Linked DNA regions of Oryctolagus cuniculus: region 2 is linked to region 1. Evidence: chromatin contacts called from public Micro-C data. All regions are on one chromosome and are shown on one strand. Each heading gives the region's core, a stretch centred on a gene start, on an enhancer-like site or on the middle of the called end of the contact. The rest is flanking DNA. Distances are from core to core; before and after follow the strand shown. Region 1 overlaps DLC1 (DLC1 Rho GTPase activating protein). Region 2 has its middle 72 kb from the start of TRMT9B.

The links. A called contact is a pair of places that touch in the nucleus more often than the background predicts.
Region 2: a contact with region 1 is called in a Micro-C map of ear pinna, with 5 times the contacts expected there. The contact joins two enhancer-like sites. A contact is called at or near these places in 4 of 6 Hi-C or Micro-C datasets (ear pinna, psoas muscle, skin fibroblasts and 1 more).

Annotation. Positions count from the first base shown.
Region 1 is chr2:77,430,522-77,435,450 of mOryCun1.1, reverse strand. The region is part of intron 5 of DLC1 (DLC1 Rho GTPase activating protein); the gene reads right to left. The region is part of intron 1 of LOC103352202 (a long non-coding RNA gene); the gene reads left to right. Among named protein-coding and RNA genes, the nearest start is that of C2H8orf48, 200 kb to the right of the region's middle. Within about 2 kb of position 1,455, at least 4 of the 8 cell types and tissues checked have an H3K27ac peak or open chromatin away from gene starts, as enhancers often do. A contact at or near this core is called in ear pinna, where this site is marked.
Region 2 is chr2:77,742,641-77,747,581 of mOryCun1.1, reverse strand. No RefSeq gene overlaps it. Among named protein-coding and RNA genes, the nearest start is that of TRMT9B, 72 kb to the left of the region's middle. Within about 2 kb of position 2,026, at least 4 of the 8 cell types and tissues checked have an H3K27ac peak or open chromatin away from gene starts, as enhancers often do. A contact at or near this core is called in ear pinna, where this site is marked.

The DNA of each region.
Region 1 (4,929 bases), core at 206-2,705:
CTTAATCCCATGATAGGCAGGAGTAGCACTCAAACATAAGACACCTTTGAGCACACCTAGGGATAAATGCCAAGGCAAAAGATGTCACAGATTGCTCTTTGAGGATCTTGGAGTCTGCATTCCTCCGGCAGCCGCTCACAACACCTTCATTGTACACCACTGAGCAAGCAGTTGTGAGACGTGTTACTTCTGGGTTTCCAGACATGTGTCATTCCCACCGCATATTTAGTAGCACAGAAGTGCCTGAAGTGGGGAGACCGGAATGTGAGGCATGTCTCACTGAGGAGTGGAGTTTTTATTTAAAAAAAAAATCACTCAACTGCTAATGGAAACGTCAACCTCCCAGTCCTATTCTTAAAAATAAATAAATACAAGGAGTTCCCCGCATGAGAGGCACATAAGGGACTCGAGATATTCATTTCCATGAAGTCACTCACAGCAGGCTTGTCTGGAAAAATTCTTTCATCTTCTGGAAAGAGAGGGGAAACTGTACCAGCAAGAAGGTTTAAAGACCAGGACTTTAAAGTAGAGGGTGAAGTGGGAAAAGTGATCCTTCAGTCAGGTGAATTTGGGCCAAACCAGATGAATGTCTACACTTGAACTCAACGTGCTCGGCACAGAGACCATAGAACTAGGTACTTGCAGAGGAGGTGTCAGGACAGCTAGGTCAGCTAGCAGTTTCAAGCTGGGGTTTCCGTGCTCTGAGTACTCCTTTAGGGACCCAATGGTCAAGAGGGGTGAGGGAGTAGGGTTCCATACTGCTTCAGCCAGCACAGCTCAGCTTTTGTATGCTATGCGCATTGTATTTTCCTTTAATTCATTTGACACCCATCTATGGTGCATCCGCTACGTGCCTGTCAGTGTTCTCAGCGAGATGAGGTCATAATGACCAAGGCAGATGTGGCCTGTGGCTCCATGGAGCCTGCAGTCTATGGAAGGTTCTTTGTGTGCAGGAGGGAGATTCTGCTGCTAAACCCATGAATGGTGTTCAACATTTGAGGATGAATCAACCAAGGCTTAGAGAGATAAAGTCCTACAATAAACTAAATGAAGAGTTGGGGATGCAGTCCAGAGGTGACTTAGACTTCAGGGTGCTTCTGCCCAAGTTCAAACAAGAAGAGGAGGAATCAAACATTTAAAATTGTGCTCAGTTTGAGAGGATGTGAATTTCAGGCCACAGCATCCCCTGATTCGGTCTTCTCTCCATTTATGTCCAGTTGGGTCCTCTCTCAAGACTCGGCCAAGGCAGCAAGTCCACGCCTGGCCGAGGGGAAGATCTCTCCATACCGAGGGCTCCAGTTCCCCTCTGGGTCAAGGGCCATCTGGCTGCGGCTTGTTCCAGAAGCTTTCCTGTCCGTTGTTCTCCCTTCACGCAGGCTTGTCCACACACTCTGCTCTCTGTGGAATTGCTCAGGCTCTCTTGCATTCTTTGCTGTATTGCATCACTTCCTTCCTTCCTTTCTTGTACGCATGGGGCACACTTTCTCTCCAACCCCCATTCCTGTCTGCTTACTCTCAGAACCACGAACTTGGCCTCCTTTCCCTTTCCTCTCTCTCTCTCTGGCTCCCTGGAGGCTATTCTCCTATATTTCATAATGCTGAGAATTAGAATAGAGGCTCACTGACATTGTATTTGTCTTTCAAGTTCTGTGCTTCTGTCAGGTTCTCTTTCTTTGTAATCTGTCACTTTTCTAATTCTGGGCTTCCACTATAGACCTGGGTACTTGCTCTGGCTGCTGCCTTTCCCTCTCCTCTTCACACCCTCTGGGCGCCTGCTGCACCATGGCCCTTCCCAAGGCTAGATCTGATCTGATCAAGCTGGCAGAAAGAAGGGCCACCTGCAAGGTTTGTGACTCAGGATGTGGAATGCTCTGTAGCCAGTCACTCCAGGCCATGACCTGCTAGGAAACGCAACACAGAGAATGACTGGCTGTGATCCATGCAGTCCTTAAAGAGCCTGCAAGACATTTCATGTCCTGTCTATACATTAACTTGTGAATCCCAATCCTTGCTAAGGGGTCCCATGGAAGGAACACAGAAAGCAATCTCCATCTACCCAAGGTCTCACAAATTTTTTTTGTACAACGTCATTTCTTTATTACAACAAGAGCAAAAGCAGTAGCAATACAAGATAACACAAAAATACAACCATGTTTGCTTTTGAGGTTCTTTGTTTTCTTTACATAGTATAGCACACTGAATCTTTCCTATATTCTTTGAAGCTGGAAAATCAGGTAGTACTCCTAGACTTTTAGTGAACATAGTGGATAGCAGGAGGAAAGTTCTCATGGTCTATTTTTGTCTGTTGTGTGTTTATCTGAACTGGGCAGCTTGAGGATGAATTCAGCAGGAGTACCCAGTTGCCTTCCCTGGGGCAAAGAAGGCAGGGCAGGAAAAGCTTTCAATAGATGATTTCAGTTAAATTTGCAAATGAAGATGCTACTGTATGATCAGAACAAGGGGCAGGAGAAGTTCTTCAATGAAGGGAGGAGTTTTACAGAAATGACCATACTCTCTGTAGGTCCCAGTTGCAATCACTAATTGTGTGGGGGTTTGGAATTTCACATATGGCTCTGGAGCGGGAAATGGTTTCTGGGATGGAAAACGCTCTGAGTATAAAGCAATGAGTACAGTCAAGGACTCAATCTGTGACCCTGGCATCAAGTGCTCAGTGTGTTCCAAAAAGCTGAACTCATTCCAGTCGTATATGACTCAAAGTGGAAAAGAAAATTTGAGCTGTTTTGTTGAAGACATAATAGGGGATTTTCAAACAGATAAGATTGTGAGCCCTTCTTTAGAAAGAGAAGTTATTGGCCCTCAGTGATAAGGGGGCCTCCAACACCACCTCTTCCATCTCCCAGGATTGCATATTTTCCATGACACCAAACTTAAGCTCATGCAATGCCTCTCTCTTCCTTGACACCTTCTCCTTCACGGTAGGGGCACCTCTGGCAGATGGGAGTGTTGCTTTCGCACCTCCCACAAAGCAGCACAATAAACTCAAGTTCTTCTTCGCTGCAGGGAAATCAGGAATGACTGCAGGTTGCTATTGTGGGTTATTACCCAAATGAAAATGCAAGGTGAGGCAGTTTTTCTCCAGGCAGAAAAGAGTTCTTACAAAATATCGATGTTCCATCAGAGAGCAGAGAGCATTTTCCATTTGAGCTGCGCTTTTTTTTTTTTTTTTATCAAGTTGGCATGCATTTGTTCTAAGAGCTGAGCTAGGCAGTTTGGGGGCAAATACATATCCTTGAAGCTTCTAGGCTATACATCCCTCACAGAAGGGAAGGGGGGGAGTTGAACATTTATTAAGGCTTACTGTTTCTAGAACAAACAAATGTTTATTCTGAGTTGAGGTAAGTGGTACTTGGCGTTAACACTGCTCTTCATGCTCAAGCCTTATCTGGTGATGCTTAGAACAAGCAGACATGTGGCACAATGGTATGACTGCCTCACACCTATGAGTGCGCTCACATAGGTGTCCACCATCGTCCATAAATGCCTAGCAGACACGCACTGTGTCCTGAGCTTCTGTCTTCCATTGTGATTATGTAGATTTGTAGGATTTGGCTGAGCTTCAAATAGGTTTATTCTTTTATTCAGTCTATTGATACCTTCTTACATAGGCTAGCAATTTCTGTGCATTTGGCTTGGGGAATAAAGAGAAAAAGAAAAAGATTATACTGTTTCACCGCCGTCATTGAAGAGCTGCTTTTTCTGTTGTTGACGTCAGATCAAAGGGGAAATTTTTTGTGCTCATATTATTCCCATGGTTTTTATGCAGCTTTTGTGGATATTAACCAAGCTCTCCTTCTCTGTGTGAGCTCCTTTGTTTTCTGTGACAGCATTGTTTCATAATTTTTGCTGGTCTCTCATTTTGCTTCCTCAGAGGGCTTCTCTCATTCTCTTGGTAGCTAAGGCAAAACACCTGCAGTCATCCTTGGCTTGCCTTTTTTCTCTTAGATATCACATTCCATCCATCAGAATTCATGGTTTCTCTCCCTTAAACATGTATCTAGAATATGAACAGTTTTCCCTACATCACTGCTGCCTCCCTGGCACAGCCTCCACCTCCTCTGGCCTAAACTCTCATACTTGCCTCCTAATTAAGTCCCTTTCCTTGTGCCTAAAGCTGTTCTCAACACATAGCCAGAGCAGTCCATTTGAAGCCCAAGTCAGATCATAGAACATCTCTACCTGGAACCCTCCCGTGGCTTCACATCTCACTCAGAATAGAAGTCAATGGCCTGACCTGCCTTAGGTAACCCAGTTGTTCTTCCTTGATCTCTCAGTTCTAGCTCAGTGATCTGCTTGTTTTATGTCCCAGCATGCCTGTTTTTGTATGCCTGCAGGTGTTTGTATGGTATACTTTCTCACTCCCTTCCCATCTGTACTGAAAAATCTGTCAATGAATTGATGGAGCCTAGCTTGCTCTTTCTGAAAGTCCATATCCCATTCATTCTTCCTAGTACACATCATTATTAAACTTGCTGTATACTTTATTTGGTTTGCTTTCTGAGTTTTTCTGTCTCTTGTTTAAAAATCTTTACTTACTTGGGGCAGAGAGAGAGAGATAGAGAGAGAGAGAAGAGACCCATCCCTCATCTGTGGTTCACTCCTATAATGGCCAGGGCTGGGCTGAACTGCAGTTAGGAGTCAGGAACTCAATACAGGTCTCCCATGTGGGTGACAAGAACTTGGGCCATCATCTGTTACCTTCCAGGGGCTTTGGAAACAGGCAGGACTGCATCCCATGCACTCTGATACAGATGTATGGTGCCCCAAGTGGCAGCTTAACTTGCTGTGCCAAAATTCCTGCCTTGCTCCTAGGTTTAACTGAGGCACTTTGATAGGGGACACAATCAATCAAGCTGCTAGGCCATATGCCTGCCCTATTTTTTCTCGAATATACTCTTATCAGGGATTTAT
Region 2 (4,941 bases), core at 777-3,276, 310 kb before region 1:
GGGCCGGTGCTGTGGCTCACTTGGTTAATCCTCCTCCTGAAGCACCGGCATCCCATATGGGTGCCGGGTTCTAGTCCCGGTTGCCCCTCTTCCAGGCCAGCTCTCTGCTGTAGCCCAGGAGGGCAGTGGAGGATGGCCCAAGTGCTTGGGCCTCTGCACCAGAGGGGGAGACCAGGAGGAAGCACCTGGCTCCTGGCTTCAGATCGGCGCAGTGCCGGCCGTTGCGGCCATTTGGGGGATGAACCAACGGGAGGAAGACCTTTCTCTCTCTCACTGTCTGTAACTCTACCTGTCAAATAAATAAATAAAATCTTTAAAAAAGATTTTAAAAACAGAGAATGACTCATATCTGAAGTGCACACGCCCATCAATCTTCACCTTGCATGGCCGCGGCGATTATGCAACTTAACACAAATTTTCATGTTTGGTGACAGACTTGAACTCTGGGGATATTCAGTGAGCACTGTAAATGTTCCCAGCCTCCTGTTTAAAACCCTATTTTAAATCAACAACGGGAGTCACTGGGTACATGCTCCCCACATAGGATCTCTGTCCTTAATGTTTTTTACTATGAAACTTAAAAACAACACTACTGATTGAACAATGCCCTATACCTTGTGCGGTTGTGTGAGTGCAGCCTGTTGAAATCCTTGCTTAGTGTATACTAAGTTGATCTTCTGTATATGAAGGTAATTGAAAATGAAACTCGATGAAGGGCGGGATGGGAGAGGGAGTGGGAGAGGGGAGGGCCACGGGAGGGAGGTTGGGGGGGGCAGCCATAACAATACAAAAGTTGCACTTTGTAAATTTACATTTATTTACATTTATTAAATAAAATTTAAAAAAAGAAATAAATAAAAAAAATTAAAACCCCTATTTCCCGGCATTTCCCAGTCAACAGGTTTCCTTCTTCAAGCGTTGTGCGAAATCAGCTCACCCTGGCCACGAGAGGGCGCTAAACGCACTTGCGGAGGAGACGCGGCCGGCGGGAGCTCCTGTAGGCCGAGAGGCGCTCTCGTCCTGGATCCATCTTACCCGCCCACACCCAGACAGGAATGCAGAGGCGCGACCCGTGCTGTTCTCCGCATTTTAAAGCCAGTTGGATTTCTTAAAAACGGAGCCGAGCTAGAGACGCGGCTGCCGGGCCAGCGCCCCTGGGCCAGGGCACAGCACTGGGGCAGATCCTGACAGGATCCCGTTTCCAGGCTCCAGCCGCCCTTGACCCCGACAGGAAGTGGACGCTCCGCGCTGTCTTTCCAGGATAAAGGCCATAGCTCTCTGCTGTGGCCTGGGAAAGCAGTGGAGGAGGGCCCAAGGCCTTGGGCCCCTGCACCGGCCTGGGAGACCCAGAAGAAGCTCCTGGCTCCTGGCTTTGGATCAGCACAGCTCTGGCCGTTGTGGCCATCTGGGGAGTGAACCAGTGGACGGAGGACCCCCCTCTCTCTCTCTGCCTCTACCTTTCTCTGTAACTCTGTCTTTCAAATAAATAAAATAAATCTTTAAAAAAATAAGAAGGAGGAGGAGGAGAAAGAAGAAAGAAGAAAGAAGAAGAGCAAAGCGTGGGGAGCCAAGATCTGAGGATCTGAGGAGCAGCCAGTTACAGCGCGTCAGAGCCTTAGAAGGAAGTGGAACTGGGCCTGAGGACTACATAGTTAGCCAAGAGCCATGCGCATCCCCAGAGGCGGACAGGGAAGAAGTGGACCCTTGGTTTACCTAACTGGTGCTCCCTCCGCGAAAGCATACGGCCCTCCCAACGTCGCAGCAAAACCCTTCCCCAAACCCAGGTCAGCTCAGCTCTGCCTCCATTCGCCTCTGCCCCCACAAGCACGTGTGCACACACTTGGGCCTTGCACCGCACCGGCACAGGAAGTGGAAGCAAGCCATCCGGGCGAGTGCAGCGGCCGCCACAGATAACATATCAAAGCCGGCTGCCGATCAGCGCCGGGCACGTTCTCACAGGAAGTCAAACTGCAGCTTTTTGTCCCTATTTAGTAATGACTTCCATACTCACAAAGGAATGCCAGGACAAAAACAGAAGGAAGAAAGGGAGGGGCGAAAAAACCCAACCCAACAACCTTTTCCCTTAGGGAGAAGAATTATTCCAAGAAGTTTAAAGAGAAGCCCAGCTGGTTTATAGAGGTTTGCATGAAACTTGCTAACTCTTGTGACGTCATTCTCTCCACCAGTCCTTCGAGCCGCGTATCAAGGCCGTTACTCAGATTAAGTCAAACAAATCGAAGCCACATTTTATCTCAGTAGTGTTTATACTTTAGGTGAAAGTATTTTGCACCTAAACATTTCCCATTATCATCAGACGTGTTTCGGTTTGATGGGAAGCCCTGAGCAGACCCATGGGACTGCCGCTGACTTAGTTGCCAGGGAAAAGGCACCGAACTCTTCGGAGCCTCTGTGGTCTCTGACACGGGATATGCTAACTACTGACTCGGGGAGTAGTTTTGAGAAGTGAGGTTCGTTGTTTTTCAGCACAAAGGCAGCCTGGCCTCTCGACATCACTTTAATTTTCTATTTCACTTCCGTGGTGTGCACCTGGCTTCAGTAGAGACAGGTGAGAAGAAAATGCCTCGTGTGCTTTGGAGCCACTGCTGAATCCCCATAGGCCTGCTCTAGGCCAGAGGCTCTCAAACATGACAGTCTCAAAACCCTCCTACACGCTTAAAAATTCAGGATTCGGGGCCCAGCATTGTGGCAGCAAGCTAAGCCACTGTCTGTGACACTAGCATCCCATATTGGAGTGCTGGTTCAAGTCCCAGCTGCTCCACTTTTTTTTTTCTTTAAAAATTTATTTTATTTGAAAGCAGAGTTAAAATTACACAGAGAGATAAGGAGAGGCGGTGGGGGGGGGGGGGGGTCCTCCATTGGTTGGTTCACTTCCCAATTGGCCGCAACGGAGCTGTGCTAATCCAAAGCCAGGAGCTGTGCTAATCCAAAGCCAGGAGCCAGGAGATTCCTCCAGGTCTCCCACGCAGGTGCAGGGGCCCAAGGACTTGGGCCATCTTCTACTGCTTTCCCAGGCCACAGCAGAGAGATGGATCGGAAGTGGAGCAGCCAGGACTCGAACTGGCACCCATATGGGATGCTAGCACTGCTATGCCAAAGCGCAGGCTCCCCAGCTGCTCCACTTCTAATCCAGCTCTCTGCTAAGGGGCCTGGAAAGCAGCAGAAGGGTGCCCAAGTACAGGGGCCCCTGCCTCACACATAGCAGATCTGGATGGAGTTCAGGGCTCCTGGCTTTGGCCTGGGCCAGATCTGGCTGTTGCAGTTATCCGGGGGAGTAAACCGGCAGAGGTAAGAGATTATCTGTCTTTCTCTCTCAAATACATAAAAGAAATTTTTTCGAAAAATAAATTCAGGAGTCCAAAAGCTGCTTTAAAAAGGAGGACTGTGGACACAGAAGTTTCCGCTCTATCCACAGGCTCCACCCTAAGGCCCCCAGCAGATGCTTGCAATCACCCAGTTCCAAACCATAAGCCAGGGGTCTTCAAGGAGTTCATGAAGAATGCGTACTCCACAAAAACTCGGCATGGCTTTCGGCTTTCCTTTTTTTAACATCAGAGTAAACTTATCTTTTCATTCCATTTTCGCGTGAATTGTTTCAAGTCCCCTCATCTATGCTATGTTTTTTCCTATACTTAAATGGCCATGAAAAGTCTAATTTCCTTATCATCTGTGCACAATCTAAAAGCTGAAAATGGATTTTCTAATTTCGATTTTTGATGTGGAAAACTCCAAAACTATAACAATATCCATGTGAATCATCATAATTTAGAGTATGTAGAAAATTAGGTAAAAAAAGCATTTTGTTCTCTGTAAAACTAAGAATGTAAGAATGCTTTTAATATAATTACTGGTAATTTTAACTTCTTCTAGGTTAAAATTTTAAACAAATACCCATCAAAACAATCCCCAATGGCTGCCAAACATTAATATTTGAAAATGAAAAATTGTTACATTTTCCCTAAATAGTAGATCCTAGGTACAAAGGTTTTGGGTTGGGTTTTTTTTTTTTTTTTCAGTTTTATTTATTTATTTTTATTTGAAAGGCAGGGGGACAGAAAGAAAGGGAGAGATCTTCTGTTCACTGGTTCAGTAGCCAGGAGAGCTGAAGCCTGGCTAAAGCCAGGATCCAGGAACTCCACCCAGGTCTCCCACAGGGGTGGCAGGGACCCAAGTACTTGAGCCGCCACCTGCCGCCTCCCAGGGTGGGCATTAGCAGGAGGCTGGATTGGAAGGGAAGCTGAGCGCAGTCCAGGCACTGCAGCACGGAATGCAGGCGTCCCACACGGGGGCTTAACCTCTGCACCACAAGGACTACCCCTCGAAGTTCTTCCTGCACAGTATGTTGTGAAACACTTCTCCTGAGCTTTATTCTGAAATTTTCCATTTAATATGTTCAGACCACAGTTGACAGATGGGAACTGAAACAGTGGAAAGCGAAACTGTGCCTACCATGTTTGAAATTAATACTGAGTATTTATTAAACAAAACAACAATGCATTCCATGTAACTAAAAATAGCATAGTTTATGAAAAATCAATATTTTCCAAAACACAACAAAAAAATCAGTGAGACAAGTGATGTTATTTGCAGTTTGCAAATCTCGTTAATGTCTAGCTTAATAGAAAACAGCTGGGTTCTCATAGCTATTCCTCCTCTACCTTCAGTCCATTGTAATGGCTTGTTTTAGTTGAAGTTTAGGAAGAAAATTCTGTCTCTATTTGTGGGAAGAGTACATCAATTGCCTGTTTAGATAATTGTGCATATTTTTGGTATTACACCCCAATCCAATAAGTACTAGTTTCTTCAAGGTTAATTTCCAAATGTGGAACCTGTAACAATCTAAATGAAGTTTTTAAATTCTGTTACAGGAAATCCATTGATCTGCTTTTCACTGAGAATAGACTTTACCCATGAATGATTCTT